2 separate regions of the Hordeum vulgare genome follow, and region 2 is linked to region 1. The links are chromatin contacts, called in public Hi-C maps. All regions are on one chromosome and are shown on one strand. Each heading gives the region's core, a stretch centred on a gene start, on an enhancer-like site or on the middle of the called end of the contact. The rest is flanking DNA. Distances are from core to core; before and after follow the strand shown.

Region 1 (4,088 bases), core at 605-3,104:
TCGATCATGGAGGGCCTCTACATCATCCTTACTGCTTCCATGGTGATGTGTGAGTAGTTCACCATAGCCCTATGGGTCCGTAGTTGGTACCTAGATGACTATCTCCCTCTCTTGATCTTCAATACAATGATCATCACAACTCCTCTTTGATCTATTCGACGTAATCACTTTGTGCGATGCGTTTGTTGAGATTCAATGAATTATGGATTTATGTTCAGATTGTTCATGATATTATATTGAATTCCTTGCTCGTATTTCTTTACATATGCATGATTATATGATAGCTTCATAATTCTCTCCGATCTATTGAAATAGTTTGAGTAACTAGATTGATATTTCTTCAGTAGGATAGGTGCGTTGTAGTGGGTTCAACCTGGCAATTCTCTATGTCCCATTGACATAGTAGGGGACAAGACACGTCTTTGTATTGCTGTCACTAAGGGTAAAACGATGGGGTTTATTCATATTGATTGAATCTACTTTGTCTACATCATGTTAATGTTCTTCAAACATTACTCTGTTTTATTTAATACTCTAGATGCATGCTTGATAGCCGTCTATGGATGAAGTAATAGTAATAAGTGCACACGGGAGTCGGTCTATTTGCTTATGGACGTGGTGCCTATATACAACTACTGGTGTGGTCAATTTATACATATTTTTCTGTGTTTTATGATTAATAATAAAATACTTTTACTTTCTAAAAATGTTACAAATTTTGAGATTAATAATGAATAAAATATATTTATAAAAATTAAATATGCATGCACCAAAATCTAAAAAGGTCTCACGTATACCAAAAATGTTTGCCTCATTTTTTTGAACCATGAACCATAGAACAATTGTTTGCCACATATTTAAAAATATAGTCCTACATACGAAAGAATGTTCATATTTTTAAAATTCACATGTACGAGTGAATTGTTCGTCTATGTTAGAATATGTGTTTATATAATTTCAGAATGTTTACATATATTCCTCCGAAAGGCAAATAAAAAACAAATAAAAATAAGAGTGTGTCTATGACTTAAATAGATGTGACATTACTATATCACATATAAATAAAACATGAATGAGCAGCATTTCACTGTATGGCACAGTAAGATATTTTCAAAAAGGAGTTGATGTATGTTTTTTTGGAAATAATGATCTTAGTTGATGTTCATAGCCGTTAGATAGATATATCCACTTCCTGTATAAACAAACATAAGACATTTTGTTTACAAAGGTAGTATTTTTCTTGTGACTTTGGTTTCGCACGGAATCTTTAAAGTTAGCCCACATGGTTCTTGGCGTCGAGCACACCTGGACATGAAAGTAGCATTAAACTAATATAAGAATATTTCAAAAAATTATGAAATTTTGGGATATCAAACCTGGTTATCCGCTGTACACCTGTGTCCATTTTGTTGAGTAAACATTGTCCGTGGTACTCCCTGCACTGGAATTACGATATGACCGACAATACATTCAACTTTTTTTTCTCTACATATGGATTTTTCTTGTCTTTTCTACTAGTATTACCATGGGCATCCATTTCCCACGAAACTAAACAGTGTACAACGGACAACATGTTTCATTTTTCAAAATTTCACAAAATTTTGAAATTTTCTAATACTTTTTAGTGCTACATTCATACAGGGGTGTGTGGCACCGAGAGCCACAAATCCTCTTCCCCTGCTTGGTAAGCTACCGAAAATTTGCTACTCATATTAATGACAATGTACTGAAAAACTGAAATAATCATGAAAGATCCAAATCCAAAATCTATTCCAAGGATAGATCTGAGTCCTAAGTAACACGAGCTATTAATCAGACCTTGAGAGTATGGCCCCGGCTGCCATCCTGTCGCAGCGTCGCTGCTTGCCCAGTTGGCCGGGCAATGGACCTTATCCTCTGCCTAATGATGCCGTGACAGCATCGATTCTGCCCATCTGCCATTTGTCCGCTCCATACCCTGGATGACACTCCACAGCCCATGAAAATCCCACCACCGCTTCCCAGCCACGAAATCCTTCCACCCCGCGCAGTTCCATCCCCGCATCGAGTGAACAACGAGGAATCTCGAGAGGGACGTGGGATTTTCACTCTTCGCGGTAACCAATTCGTGTGGACGCCCGAGCTCCATGTTAGCCACTCGTTCGCTGTTCGGCGATGGTACGGTCTCACTCTCATCGCCCGCGCTGTCCCGCACGCCGATGGTAGTGCCATGGTGGGAGGTCTAGTGCTCCCCCAGCCGCAGCACCACGCCGCCACGCCAAGAACCGCCGCCCCGGCGCCGGCCACGACGACGCAGCCGCTGGAGCCGGCGCCATGCTGCGCCACGGTCTCGGCGCGGCCCGTGCGTGGCCTGGACGAGGTCAGGAAGGCGCACGTGGCGAACATCAAGCTCGGCCTCGACCGCTCCCCTCCGCACCTGCGGCCGCTCCTCGCCGCGTGCGCGCTCGGGGAGTGGCCGGGCAGCATGGAGTACGCGGCGGCCATCTTCGCCACGCTCGACGAGCCGGAGGCGTTCGACTACAACACACTGATGCGCGGCCACGTCGTCGGTGGCCGCGACCCCGCGGCCGCTCTGCGGCTGTACGTCGACATGCTGCACAACGACGTCGTGCCCGACGGCTACACGTTCCCGTTCGTCCTCAAGGCGTGCGCGCAGCTCTTGGCATTTCGGCAAGGGAGGCAGCTGCAGGGACATGCCATGAAGCTCGGGTTCCTCGAGCACGACGAGCACGCGCAGAACAGCCTCATCAGCTTCTACGGCAAGTGCGGCGAGCCGGAGCTGGCGCGCCGGGCGTTCGAGCAGATGGAGGCCGGGGAGAGGACGGCGGCGTCCTGGAGCGCGCTGCTCGCGGCGTACACGAAGGCGGGGCGGTGGGCTGATTGCCTCGAGTCGTTTGGCGCGATGGTGCGCGACGGGTGGAGGCCCGATGAGAGCTCCATGGTGAGCGCGCTCTCGGCGTGCGCGCACCTGGGCGCCTACGACGTCGGCCGGAGCGTCCACGGCGCGCTGCTCAGGAATACCGTGACGCTGAACACGTTCATGGAGACCTCCCTGGTGGATATGTACGCCAAGTGCGGCTGCATCGAGAAGGCGACGGCTGTGTTCGACGGCATGGACGGCAAGAAGAACGAGTGGACGTACAGCGCCATGGTGTCCGGCTTGGCGTTGCACGGGGACGGGCGTAAAGCGCTGAAGGTGTTCGACGCGATGATCAGTGAGGGACACAAGCCCGACGAGGCCGTGTACGTCGGCGTGCTGAACGCGTGCAGCCGCTCGGGGCTACTCGAGGAAGGCCTCCGGTGCTTCGACCGGATGCGGCTTGAGCGCAAGGTGGCTCCCAACGCGCAGCACTACGGCTGCATGGTGGACCTCATGGCCCGCGCCGGGAGGATGGACGAGGCGCGCGAGCTCATCGGGAGCATGCCCACGGGTCCCACGGACACGGCCTGGCGGAGCCTGCTGAACGCCTGCCGGATCCACGGCGACATCGAGCTCGCCGATCGCGCGCTGCAGGAGCTGGCGCGCCTTGGCGGCGCCGTCAACGCCGGCGACTACATAATCCTCGCGGATATGCACGCCAAGGCCAAGAACTGGGAAGAGGCGGTCGCGCTCCGGACGGAGGCGGTGCACAGGGGCCTAGCACAGGCGCCGGGGTTCAGCGCCGTGGAGGTGCACGGCAAGATGCACCGGTTCACGTCGCAGGACCGGTCGCACCCCCGGACGGCCGACATCTACGAGATGCTCCACCAGATGGAGTGGCAGCTGCGGTTCGAGGGCTACAAGCCCGACACGTCGGAGGTGGCGCTGGAAGCCGACGACGAGGAGAAGCGGCGCGCCGTCGCCGCGCACAGCCAGAAGCTGGCCATGGCGTTCGGGCTGCTCAGCACGCCGGAGGGGACTCCGGTGAGGGTCGTCACCAACCTCCGTATGAGCAAGGAGTGCCACGCCTACAGCGCGCTGATATCAGAGATCTTCGGGAGGGAGGTCGTCGTCAGGGACCGGAACCGTTTCCACCGGTTCAGGCGTGGCGGCTGCAGCTGCGGGAACTACTGGTAGCGCCAGGCATTAGCTGTGAACTGTATCAGAT
Region 2 (4,088 bases), core at 1,146-3,645, 160 kb before region 1:
GGTACATTGGGTGGGGGGGTGGGGGTGAGAGGGGGGGGGGGCATCTAGCACTATTAGACACTCAGGCCCAGTCCGTGAAGGCCCAAGTGCTCAGACAACAAATCACTAGATTAATGGTTTGTCATTCGGCACTACGGTAAGTGAAAGCCAGCCTGCCACCACTATAATTGTTTTGACAGCTAGTCCGCTACCAGTCTTGATTTGGTGATGCTCACAACGGCTCAACATTATTGCCAAACATATGCCGCAGCACTATGTCAATTGACACTTGATATAATGTATTTCCTCTGAGATTGCTATCTCTTTGGCTCTCTCATGTCCAAATTAATGGCTCCATCTCTGGTGTTTACCATCTCATTTCTCATATTATCCAAATATGTAGGTAGTTTTACAATTATACGCACTTCTAACTCCACTTTTCCTATAATGGCAGAACTACTACTCAGGAATATCTTAATCACCTTGGATAAGTTGAAGCTGCACTCCAACATCACTTATAAGTGCAAATAGTGTGTGCATGGGAAATAAGCAGCGTGCATGTGATTCATCAGAGAGAAAGAGAACATGTGAGCTTAGAGATTGATTCGGGCACACTTGAAGGGCACATGTGATCTCTGCAATTAGCTCCTTAATAATTGCACTGAACATATCTATTTCTAGACAGAGCAAGTGATACAAACATGTAGAAATAGCTTATAGTAGAAATGACATCCAAGAAATTCACATGTTTATTCGGTAAGCATGTTGAGATAGCAACTTGCTAAGGTATACCTCCTATATGCTCAAAAGTTGTATTTATTGCTTGGACCCACTTCTCCCGCTCGGCATTTGCCTTCTCAATAAGCAATCGCCGATTCACTTCTTCAGACAGTGTCAGTTCAAGTGCTTTGGCCTCCGCCTCTGCCATTTTTTGCTGTCTGGTAGTCTCCTGGTCTATAAGTGCTTTTTCCTTCTCTGTCCGTCTCCGTAGTTCATTGATTTCCTCTTCACTCTGGCGTCTTAGCTGCTCTAGCTTAATTGCAGATTGTTCTTGCATATTCACGAGCTCCTGGTTTCTTGCCCTCTGTGCCTCATGCTCATGCTGTGCTCTCTTCCTTCGTAGCTCATCCTCATATCGAGCTACTTGTGCCTTTATTTCAGCTTGACTTTGCGCAAGTTTTTTCTTCTCTTCATACTCTACACGTGTCCTCTCCTGCAAATGCGATAAAATGCAACATGCCACATAAATACACAAATATACAAAAGACAAAATTTAGCACTGCAGATTTATGTTTAGTAAAATACATATAAATGGGCATGATCTGAAACATTTACGACATGTAATGAATAGGATGCGGTAGAACTTGATTACAGTCAAGCAGTTGGTCTCTACAGGATTAAGTAGCAAACATATATATGCCCTCTCGCAATTAAGTACCAAAAACTATCGGGAAGCAAGAGAATAGTACATAAATAGCAGTTTCTTTTTCGTGTGTGTGTGCCACTGAAAGATCAGCGGTTCTTGCTTGTGGCATCCCCTAGCTCATTGAAGAGTACACCTCGGACCTGAGTTTTCTTCTCCTTTTTTTCAATTCTTGGATAACATAGTAAATTGCATATGCCCCTTGCTTGGTCTAGACTATCGCTATACAACTAACAAGTAAAATGGAACGGAAAGTACTAGCAGGAATGTACACCGAAATCGTCCCCTCGTGATATTGAAATGCCTGAAGACGTTGTGAAGATATTTGCCAACTTTTGCAACAGTGTGATCCTAATGCCAATTCGTTCAAAGGATTGTGACCAACGAAGTAAGAACAAACAATGAGATGACAGAAAGTTATCTCACAAGCTCGATCTGGGCGGCCTCCTTCTGGTAGTCGGCCTTCTTTGCAGCGAACTCCGCTTGCCGCGTCTCCTCCCGCTTGTTAGCATGGGCGAACGCCTGCACAACCATGGGTCGACGTCAGAACCCACAGACAACAGCCTCCGAACTGAACCTCCCACCCACCCCTCGGAGAACCTACCTTTTTGACATCAGTATCAGGTCTCAATTCGAATTGGCGCAGCAGCTCGACCGCGCGCTCCAGCGCGTCGGGATCGAACCCCGCGGCGGTGGTGCGCGGGTTGTCGTTCCGGGGCTTGGGAGGGGCCTCCTCCGCGGCCGCCGCGGCGGGCGGCGGCGCGGCGGGGGCCGCAGCGGGGGCGGGGGAGGAGGAGGAGAAGCCGGGGAAGCGGAACCCCGAGCCGCCCTCCGCGTTCACCTTCTGGGAGGACGCGGCGAAGGCCGCCCCGGCGGAGAGGACGGCGGCCCCGACCTTCGCGGCGGCGGCGGCCCCGACCTTCGCGGCGGCGGCGGCCATGGCTCTGGTGGGGGGTTTGCGGGTGTAGTAGGGTTTAACGGGGTCCGCCGGTTCGATCGGGAAGGTTGTGGGAGATGCGTGCGTATTTGTGCGTGTTTGGACGGCGCCTCTCCAGCTCGGCTTGCGGCCCAAGAAGATGGGACTGCTCTTTTCGTTCTCCCTTTTCCTTTTTATTTTTTCTTCCTCAAGGCGCTCCTCTCTCTGTTTTCTTGGTGCGGAAGACGGGCTTCGCCGTCGGATATTTCTGGCTTCCTTTATTTACTGCGTCATCGAAGGCCCCAGATGCTTCATTACTCGAAGTCGTGGCATATGGCATCTTACACACAGGACCCTAAGGAACAAGAAATGACAAACGGGTCACAAAAACTAACAAACATGACCCTTGATGGAAAATGAAAACACGTTCGGGTCAAATGCTACATTACGATGGCGCCATGTTGACCATGGGGATGGGCCCCCTTGGTGCACGAGACTTCTATAGTTGCTCCTAGTAGATGTCGTGTTGAGGCAATATTGTCTTCCATATGATATCATTACCAAGAGGAATTGTCTTCCATATGATATCATTACCAAGAGGAATGATCCTAGTCGTCCTTCGACTCGAGGATGCAACAAGACGTTAGAGGACGTCGGCCAGCCATCTTAGGTGTCGTGGCTCTTTTAAATCCATCATTGATGGTGTCCTCAATCCATAGTTCAAAATACCAAACTTGTGGTTGAACTGATGATGTTGACAGTTTAGGTTTTCATCCGTTGGACCAGCGTTTCATAATTTCATTGGCTGGGCTTTTAGGCCATAAACATATGTCAAATGAATTCCCCGTCTCCTGGGGGCATCTATGCTCCGCGACGTTGCCTGCCTAGCGTGCTCCACGCCGTTCGATCTAGCCCTTCAGTGGAGAACTTGGAAATTTTGTGTGCAAAACTTGGGAGTGATAATGCAAAACTATGTTACTTTTCCATATCAGTTATATAAACTAAACAAAGTGTAGCATGTTCTTTTACAAAATTGATGTGTTTATATAAGCTTGATATGTTGTTGTTCAACTATGAAATATGTTGGTTCCTCTAGTCCTCACTATTTTCGATAATATATTCTTATTTAATGGAACAAACATTATATGACGTATGGTTGCATACTAGGTGGGCTGGCTCGCATCGGCACGAGCCTTGAAGCAGTCCGGAGCCTGCCTCGCTAGAAACCCTTAAATCGACAGTTTCCATCGAGTCAGAGTGAGTGCGATGCAAAGGGGATGCAGCTCGCACGCGAGGGGCAAGGCGAAATTGATTGTGGATGGCGTGAGATGGAAATCGGGCGCGACGGGATGACGCCAAATCTAGCCTCACCCCTGATATGTCTCCAATGTATATATTTTTTCATGCTATTGTATTATCAATCTTGGATACTTTATAAGCATTTATATGCTATTTTATATCATCCTAGGGACTAACCAATAAAACCAGTGCCCAGTGTCAGTTCCTATTTTTTGCTAGTTTTTTCTTTTACAAAAAATCAATACCAAACGGAGTCCAAACACGATAAAACTTTACGATGATTTTTCCTTGACCAAAAGAGATCCAAAAAGCTTCGGGAGGAGGCCAGAAGAGCCACGAGGTGGCCAGAAGCTTGGAGGTATGATACGTCTCCAACGTATCGATAATTTATGAAGTATCCATGCCATAATTACAACTAACCCAGACTGGCATTGTTTTCAGTAGAATTACCATGGTTTTGATTTTTTGCAA

Evidence for each region. A called contact is a pair of places that touch in the nucleus more often than the background predicts.
Region 2: a contact with region 1 is called in a Hi-C map of leaf, with 7 times the contacts expected there. The contact joins the promoter of LOC123404817 here to the promoter of LOC123401682 in region 1. A contact is called at or near these places in 3 of 6 Hi-C or Micro-C datasets (leaf and seedling) and 1 of 1 datasets of contacts at active chromatin or transcription factors (embryo).

Annotation. Positions count from the first base shown.
Region 1 is chr6H:455,429,039-455,433,126 of MorexV3_pseudomolecules_assembly, reverse strand. LOC123401682 (pentatricopeptide repeat-containing protein At1g31920) reads left to right here and starts at 1,854. Exons shown (of 1, transcript XM_045095531.1): 1 at 1,854-4,088. The coding sequence starts at 1,979. The coding sequence ends at 4,057.
Region 2 is chr6H:455,588,868-455,592,955 of MorexV3_pseudomolecules_assembly, reverse strand. LOC123404817 (ATPase family AAA domain-containing protein 3-B-like) reads right to left here and starts at 2,395. Exons shown (of 7, transcript XM_045098763.1): 1 at 2,007-2,395; 2 at 1,829-1,924; 3 at 772-1,192. The coding sequence starts at 2,342.